2 separate regions of the Mus musculus genome follow, and region 2 is linked to region 1. Evidence: chromatin contacts called from public HiChIP or PLAC-seq data. All regions are on one chromosome and are shown on one strand. Each heading gives the region's core, a stretch centred on a gene start, on an enhancer-like site or on the middle of the called end of the contact. The rest is flanking DNA. Distances are from core to core; before and after follow the strand shown. Region 1 holds the start of Nr5a2 (nuclear receptor subfamily 5, group A, member 2). Region 2 has its middle 27 kb from the start of Zfp281.

Region 1 (4,383 bases), core at 1,244-3,743:
TTCCAGTCACCGAGATGTGGGAACTACTCTCCAAATTATCTAGAGGGATATTAAACCAGGAGAAATAAATACGCCTAAATACTACATAGACACCCCCGCCCCCCGCCCCCGCCGCGATCCTATCTCTTCCTCACTCCCACCCTCTCTTCCTTCCTTTTTTCTCTCCACTCTCTTCTTACCCCTTTGGGAGAACTGAACAGTCATTTTGAGATCTAGCGATCTGAGGGGCTTAGGTAAGCCTTGGGTTTGAGTGTAAGCTGGTCCAGGGCAGATGAGGCTCCTTCAGTATGGTTCTGGGGAAGTATGGGCCCAGCAGCCCTTGGAGGCCAGTCAGTTCTAGCTCCATCCCGCCTCAGTTCCAGCAGAGCCTTTGAGAGACTACTGCAGTACAGTGGGTGAAAACAGCTCAGCTTGCTGTCTGGCCATCTTTTAATTCACCCCGGTGGGCTAGGGACCAGCTAGGGCACCACGTGTGTGGTCCCAGATTCCTGGTAGCCCTGTGCTGGTGCAAGCCCGGAGCACGCTTCTCGGGTGCACTCGCCTGTCTGGCCCGCATCTCCCCCCCACCCCCCCCCACCCCCCCCACCCCCCGCTACGTTCCCACACGAAGTGAAGCGCTCAGCGTTCAGTGGATGCAAAGCTCACAAAGCCCTGGTTTCCCTGCCCTTTGAAGAGTCTCTCTCTCTCTCTCTCTCTCTCTCTCTCTCTCTCTCTCTCTCTCTCTCTCTCTCTCTCTCTCCTCTCTCTGCACTCACTTCCCCGTGTTTTCTTTTTAGTTAAGTACAGAACGTTTTCTTTTTTTGGTGAACATTTCCTCAATTGATACTTCAGGGCGTAGCTGGACCATAAAAAAAGCAATCAGTGCCTTAGGTGGAGTCAGCAGGCTGCCCCCAGGGAAAGGGGCAAAGCCGGGGGCCCTGATTATCCCGTTTTAACTGAGACTGGGCTGGCAATCACTGATGGCGCAAGCATCCCTGGAGAAGGGTCGACCCTGGCTCCTATCCAGAGGAAGCAAAGGGGACACGCTCTCCAGCAGGGTCACAACCTACTGGAAATTGCTTCCCTTTGTCTTTAACTTTTAGGATGAACCGAATGTTACTGTATTTACTAAATTTATGGTAAAACTCCCACATTTATGGCTCTATATTGGTATAAATGTATGTGTGGGGATGTTTATCCTTTAAAATAATGAGTCAGGAATGGTAGCTCACACCTACAGTTCTGGTATTATGGAGAGAGACAAGGAGAAAGACGACAGAGCAGGTTCCTGGCCAGCCTAGGTTATATAATGAGACCCCTTGTCTCTCAGGAAAACCAAAACCAAACTCAATCCTCACTCATCCCCAAACAACAACAAGGAACCCCAAGATGCTTCACACGGTGGCCAGGTGTGTAGCCCAGAGATTGAGTGCTTGCCTAGAAAGTGCCCAAACTCTAGGTTCCACTTGTGGGGAGGGTATGTGGTTCTTTCTGTCTTTAAAAGCAAGTCACAGTAAGTCCCCCCACCCCCAAGAATCCTTTAATAATAGGCTGACTTTGTTTTTCTTGAATGACTTTCATTTGCCAACAAACAAACAAGCAAACAAACAAAAATCTCTATAGGATCACGGTGAATGAGACATCTCATGGTCCAGTTGAGATGTCACATTGCTGGTAAGTTCCCTGTTAGTTTTATTTGATCAGTGGTTGATCAATCTTATTTGCTTGTTTCAAAATGTTCAAAACTTTACTTGGCATGGTTGATTCAAAATGATCAAAAATTGTTAAGGCTGAAATAGATGATTAACAACTGGACTTTCTGCTGGGCAGTAACAGCACACACCTTTAATCCCAGCATGGTAGACAGAGGCAGAGGCAGAGGCAGGGGCAGGGGCAGGGGCAGGGGCAGGGGCAGGGGCAGGGGCAGGGGCAGGGGCAGGGGCAGGGGCAGGGGCAGGGGCAAGTGGATCTCTGAGTCTGAGGCTAGCCTGGTTTACAGAGTGAAGTTCCAGGACAGCCAGGGCTACACAGAAACCCTGTCTCAAAACCCTAAGCTTTTTGCTAAGTGGATCTAATACAATGGCATCCCCAAACACCGGATACAATAAATGATATTCATGTGTTGAATTACTCATTTGCTTCTTTCAACTTCAAGAAAAATAAATGTGTGATATATGTGTGGGCTTATTGTATGCTTTTAATAATTACTGCAGGCAAAGTAGTACATTAAAACACAAATCCACCATTAGTAGCACAAAACAGCCAGATGTTAAGAGAGTGGCTTCCTACTTACCAATAGCTGTAAGTCCATGCTTAAGAAATTCTTGAAAATCTCCAGTATCCAAACTAGCAGACATTCTTAGCGAAATTATTGGCAGTCCTTTGGCTTACAGCAGAAATCATTGAATGTGAGAAAGATTGCAGCTTGTCATATTTTGTGACTTTGGGAAGGAAACCTCAGACTACAGTAACCCTCATTTCCTTAGTGAAAGTTAAGAAAAAGGGGGAAAAAACAGAATTCAGAAAGGCTCCAGTCCGTGTTCTCCTGGACTCTGCACTTTTTCCAGCATGTATGACCTGCTGTAAACCATGTCTCCAGTTTCATGATGGTTTCTAATCAGAAGAAAGGAAGCTTTCAATAGGCTTCAACTGGTCACATGACCCTGTGCCGGTTGATAAGAGGACCCTGTTATAAAGTGACAGCAAAAGAGATAAGAACTCTTGGCAGATAATGGCAAAGAAATGATTAACTCAGAAAAGGAGGGGTTCTTCTGCAGCCCAGAGTGTGGAAAGTTGTAAAGCCAAGGGGTCAGGAGATCATACTTAGTGGATAAAAACTCCAAACCACCTCAAGTCCACTAACTAAACTGCAGCTTGTGACATGGCCCTTTGATGTCACTGCTTCTGGCATGGGGAAGGACAGACTCTGCTCTTCTGACCTCTGCAAATACATTTTAGATGATAACATTGGCGGACATTAATTCTTTAAATGATGACTGTAGATATGATTGACACTTTGAAACCCTACAGGAGCACTTGCAAGCTCGTGGGTATTTACTTACCATTTGACCAGTTGCCTTAAAAAAAACAACCCTGTATGTTTGTTAGAAGAGGCATTAGCTTGCTTGTATATTGGTCATTGGGCTAAAGCGGTCATTTCTTTACCTCCATAAAGTAAAATACCTTGAGATAAAATTTGAGCAAAATGATACATGTATAATGCATTTTTCATATATGATTCTGTATATATAAGTGTGTATGTATTTGTGGGGGCCCCCACCTGTGTGTAGGGGGGGTAGATTGTACACTATGTGATTATGCATAAGGAGTCCAGAATACAACCTTGGGTGTTGTTTCTTTTTCTGGTTGTTTTTGGTTTTGTTTGTGTTTGTTTGTTTTCCTTGAAACAAGGGTTTCTCTATATAGCCCTGGCAATCCTGGAACTCACTCTGTAGAGCTAGGCTTGAACTCAAAGATCCCCCTGCCTCTGCCTCCAGAGTGCTGAGATTAAAGGGATTTTAAAAGATCATAGGATGTCAATTCTTGTCAGTTATTTCTTTGTTGTTATTTCTCTGAGCAATCAAACAACAGTCTGACATGCCAGAAATCTCCCTATATATAGGCTAAAGGACACAGAACTCTGCAAAACAGCTTTTTTCTTAAAAATTATTTAGGTCTCTGAAGCATCACTCTTCATATAATACATCTTCTAGAAGCTAAAATGGAGTAACTCAGGTATAGTTGAATAATGGAGTGTACAAGTTTAGCATACATAAATCCCCAGGCTCAACTAGGTATGGTGACAAACTTTGTAACTCAACACTCACAGACTGAGGCAGGAGGATGGTGCACTGAAGGCAACCCTGGGCTGTGTAGCAATAATTTCCCCCACAAAAGCAAAGGGAGGAACTGGAGAGGTGGCACAGTGGTTGAGAGCTGGCTGCTCTTGCTGAGGCCCTGGTTTGGTCCCCAGCACCGTCATGGCAGCTCACACAGTACCCGCATGGCAGCTCAGAACCGTCTGTGGCTTCTGCTCCGTGGCTCTGTGGCTTCTGCTCTGTGGCTCTGTGGCTTCTGCTCCGTGGCTCTGTGGCTTCTGCTCCGTGGCTCTGTGGCTTCTGCTCCGTGGCTCTGTGGCTCTGCTCCGTGGCTCTGCTCATGCTGCACACACAGTGGGCAGATGTCCACACAGAGAGAAGATTCCTGCACCTAAAGTAAAAATAAATACATCTTAAAAAAAAAAAAGCAAATGGCACAAAAAAAAAAAGAGGAAATTAGCCTAGAGAAACTTTAAAACATTTCAATGGAAAATATTACCAAACCTATTATGTATCATTTGTTATACATAGCTCATTGTAAATGAAAAAATAGTGATTGAAAGTAAAGGCTGTGGGGGTGGGTATG
Region 2 (4,383 bases), core at 1,125-3,624, 360 kb before region 1:
GCTGTAGAGACACAGCACAGGGGAAACAGTGAGAACTGTATGTAAGACACAAGCCAGGTTTCACTTGCTTTTTATACTGGAGTCTCAGGAATGAAGAACACTTAAGGCTCACAGAATGAAGAAAGGGCACTATGAGGAAGAGAGGGGCCTATGAAAATGCACAGGGCAAGCAAGCCACAGCATGCTCTCTCTGGACGCTGCTCTGAGATTCATGGCTACCACCTCCGTGAGTCAACTAACAGGATTCCTGCTCTCGTTTAACCGACATATTCAGTGAGGGTGCCATGACAACACTAGCGCTTCGTGCGAGCATTTTGCTGTTCTGAGCGTTTCCCATAACCAAGTGAGGAAGTCTCCCAAGCTTTTACTTGGTCAATTATATTTATTCATTCAGTATTATTTATTGAATATCTTCTTTGTACCAGGTACCATGGATACAGCCAGCATCCACTAATGGAGCTTAGCTCTGGTAGAGACAGATATTAAACAACGAAATACAAAATCAGTATTTAATTAAACAAGAGGGGTGAGAGCTTAAAAGAGCACGTATCATAGGTGGCCCAGAGGGAAGGCTGGCTTATGGCTTTTTGTTTGCTTGTTTTGTTGTTGTTTTGATGGGTATGTTGTTTAGATTGGGTCATGTATCTCAGGCTGACTTCAAACTTACTCTGTGATAACTTTGGACTTCTGATCTTCCTTATCTCCATATCCCAAGTGCTAAATTTACAAATGTGTGCCACAATTCCATGGTGCTGGGAATCAAAGCTAGGACTTTGTGTGCATTACATACGATGGTCCAGCAGATCCAAGATCTTCCTCAGGAAGTGTAACCATGTTGAAAGGAAGGGGCCTCCACTGGGTGGACCCTGTGATGGTTTGAATATGCTTAGCCCAGGGAGTGGCACTAGTAGGAGGTGTGGCCTCGTTGGAGTGGGTGTGGCCTTGTTGGAGTCAGTGTGTCACTGAGGGCCCTCATCCTAGCTGCCTGGAAGCCAGTCTTTTCCTGTCTTAGGAACAAGATGTAGAACTCTCAGCTTCTCCTATACCAGGCCTGCCTGGATGCTGTCATGCTCCCACCTTGATAATGGCCTGAACCTCTGAGCCTGTAAGCCAGCCCCAATTAAATGTTGTCCTTTATAAAAATTTGCCTTGGGGGCTGGTGGGATGGCCCAGAGGGTAAGAGGATTGACTATTCTTCCAAAGGTCCTGAGTTCAAATACCAGCAACCACATGGTGGCTCACAACCATCCCTAATGAGATCTGACGCCCTCTTCTAGTGAGTCTGAAGACAGCTACAGTGTACGTATGTATAATAATAAATAAATTAAAAAAAAAAACCAAACAAACAAACTTGCCTTGGTCATGGTGTCTGTTTATAGCCGTAAACCCTAAGACAGAGCCTATGGAATTACTCTTGTTTTGTTTTGTTTTGTTTGGGTTTTTTCCTTTTCTTTTTGTTTGTTTTGCTTTGTTATTTGTCCCTGAGACAGGGTTTCTCTGTGTAGTTCTGGCTGTCCTGGAACTCGTTTTGTTGTAGAACAGGCTGGCCTTGAACTCACAGAGATCCTCCTGCCACTTCCTCCTGAGTGCTAGGATTAAAGGAATGAGCCAGCACTGCCCAGCTTCTATTTTCTTAGAGTTTGTTTTTTGGACAGGGTATCAGGTTGACCTTGAACTTGCTAAGTAGCCAAGGATGGCCTTGAGCTTCTGAGCCTTCTGTCTTGGTCTTGGAGTTTTGGGGCTCAACCCCTGACCTTCATACACTGTAGGCGAATACTCTACCAATTGACCTATATCCCTAGTTCTTTCATAGACTTTACTTAATATGGCTGGATCACAAAATCATATAAATCAAAAGAATAAAAGGTAGCATTAAAACTATATATATATATTCTAATATATATTTTATTATAATATATATATTATATACATATGAAAACAAACAACCCAATCAAAAAATAGGCTAAGGAGAATTTCTCAATAGAAGAAATACAGAGGAGGGCTGGAGAATATCTCAATGGTTCAAAGCACTGGCTTGCTCTTCCAGATGACCTGGGTTCCATTCCTGGCACCCGCATGGTGTCTCACATTCGTGCATTAATATCTGCACACCACATGCCTGGTGCATGCAGAGGGCAGACCAGGGCATTAGGTCCCTAGGACTGGAGTTCCAGCTAGCTGTGAGGCACCACATGGGTGCTGGGAACCAGTCCTGGTCGTCCAGAAGAGCAGCTAGTGCTCCTAACTGCTGAGCCATCTTGAGAGGAAAGCACTGAAAGCCTGTGTAGGAAGGGTCCTGCTAAGAGAGTGAGGGGCTTATTCCTAGAGAGTGGTAACAAAAGGAGCTGCAAGGACTGGGGTGTGGCTCAGTTGTAGAGAGCTCTTCTAGCAGGGGGAAGGCCTGAGCTTCGGGAGAGTAGGATTTGGCCTTTAACATCAGGAGGGCTCGGAATAAACTTGGCTTCCCAGTGAGATAGATAAAGGTATGCGCCTCCTTCACTAGTGATGAGTGGGTCTAGCTTATGCCTCAATCTCTTATACTACAAACGGACAACAGAAGTGCAGATCTTTGTTGAGGGAATGCTTGCCACCAGGGTTCTAACTAGTACTAGCTAGTTCTAACTAGTACCGTTTGCCTTTACCCTTTCCCTGGTTTTCTGTTTTCTTTTTTTCTCCTGTGTATTTGTATTTGATGTTTACCTCTCCGGTGGACACTGAGATTGGTCCCTTTCCACTCTCTTGCTTGAACAGAGCTGAAGAGGAGCCAGTCTCTTCGCTGTAAAGACCCCACGCTACCAACAATTATGGTTGACAAAATCTGTCCGCTGAGGCGACTTCAGCGTAAGAGTGTGAGTGTGTCCTAGTTACAATTTCTTTCCCATAGTAGAGATTTACAACAGCAGCAGGTATGACTTCCCATTTCCGTTGCTGCCCGACTCCCTCCTGTTGTGTCTTAATCAAAGATGCTCCTGCCATTGACCAGTTCCCACTGTGGTTATTCAGGGTGCTTTATCTTCAACTGGGTGCTAAACCATCCTCAGACGCCTTTCATTATATCCTTATATTCTGCCACCAACGTTATTCCTTAAGTATCTTTAGATTTAGTTTAATAGATCATTTGCTTTTGAGAAAACAAAGTACTAATTATGGTGCTTTTCTTTTTAGTATAGAGAATCCAATACTCAGATTTTCATGGGCACATTTGGGTTACAATTTTTTTAAAAAAGAATTATTTGTTTTATGTATATGAGTACACTGTATGTAGCTGTCTTCAGACACACCAGAAGAGGGCATCAGATTCCATTACAGATGGTTGTGAGCCACCATGTGGTTGCTGGGAATTGAACCCAGGACCTTTGGAAGGGCAGACAGTTCTCTTAACCACTGAGCCATCTCTCCAGCCCCCTGTGTTACAATTTTTTCAGGTGGGCTTAAGAGATAGCACTAGGCTACAATTTGGTAATTTATTTTGTATCTCAATAAACTGAGGTCACCAGGCATTCTTGTGGGACATGTGTACCTTAAGGTGATGGAGATTTATTGGTGATGAGAGCCAAAAGACTGGAGACGGGTGCTGGGCAGGAACCAGGATGGAAGGATGTGTCAGTTGATGAAGTTCTTGATGTTAGTGTTCAAAAAAACTTTTTAAATATTTATTTATTTATTTATTTATTTATTTATTTATTATATGTAAGTACACTGTAGCTGTCTTCAGATACTCCAGAAGATGGCATCAGATTTCATTACAGATGGTTGTGAGCCACCATGTGGTTGCTGGGATTTGAACTCAGGACCTTTGGAAGAACAGTCGTTTGCTCTTAACCGCTGAGCCATCTCACCAGCCCTAGTGTTCAAATTTTACTAACGGTACTAAAAATAATAAACAAAAAAGCAAAACTATTCCTAGCATTGGTATTTTAGTTTAAAACATTGAGGAAAGTACAAATAACATTTTTCAAAGGCCTATAGATAGCCTTAAATATTCAGAAGATGGAAGCAGGAATATCACAAGTTCAAGGCCTGTGTGGGCTACAGAGTGCTGTGAGGGTTAGCCTGGGCAAATAATCAAGACCCCATACTAACGAGAAAGTGGGGTGAAGAAAAAGACACTGAAAAATCAGAGAAAATGATGGAAGGAGGGAAAGTCCCTGGTACTATTTTGGCAATTTCCTTCCTGGTTTTTTTTGCAGCATGCAAATAGATCCCAACCTCCTTATCTGGTTGAGGTCATTCTCTGGGCTTGATGGTCCTCAACTTCACCTCTTTCGAGCAACTTTTCAGTAGAGTGAGTCTTTGAAAGCCGGGTATTGTGACTGTGCAAGCCACTAATCCCTGCACTGCACCCCCATGCCCAGAACATCCCATAGGGCTTTATTTTATTGT

Evidence for each region. HiChIP or PLAC-seq counts read pairs in DNA pulled down with a chosen protein or histone mark.
Region 2: an H3K27ac HiChIP or PLAC-seq map of embryonic stem cells shows a contact between it and region 1, with 10 read pairs. The contact joins the enhancer-like site here to the promoter of Nr5a2 in region 1. A contact is called at or near these places in 2 of 39 promoter capture datasets (frontonasal cranial neural crest and hippocampal neurons), 10 of 115 datasets of contacts at active chromatin or transcription factors (craniofacial prominence, embryonic forebrain, embryonic hindbrain and 5 more) and 2 of 9 other capture datasets (liver and pancreatic islet).

The regions. Positions count from the first base shown.
Region 1 is chr1:136,957,955-136,962,337 of GRCm38.p6, forward strand. Nr5a2 (nuclear receptor subfamily 5, group A, member 2) reads right to left here and starts at 2,494. Exons shown (of 9, transcript NM_030676.3): 1 at 2,273-2,494. The coding sequence starts at 2,336.
Region 2 is chr1:136,596,082-136,600,464 of GRCm38.p6, forward strand. No RefSeq gene overlaps it. Among named protein-coding and RNA genes, the nearest start is that of Zfp281, 27 kb to the right of the region's middle. Within about 2 kb of position 2,375, at least 8 of the 459 cell types and tissues checked have an H3K27ac peak or open chromatin away from gene starts, as enhancers often do. A contact at or near this core is called in embryonic stem cells, where this site is marked.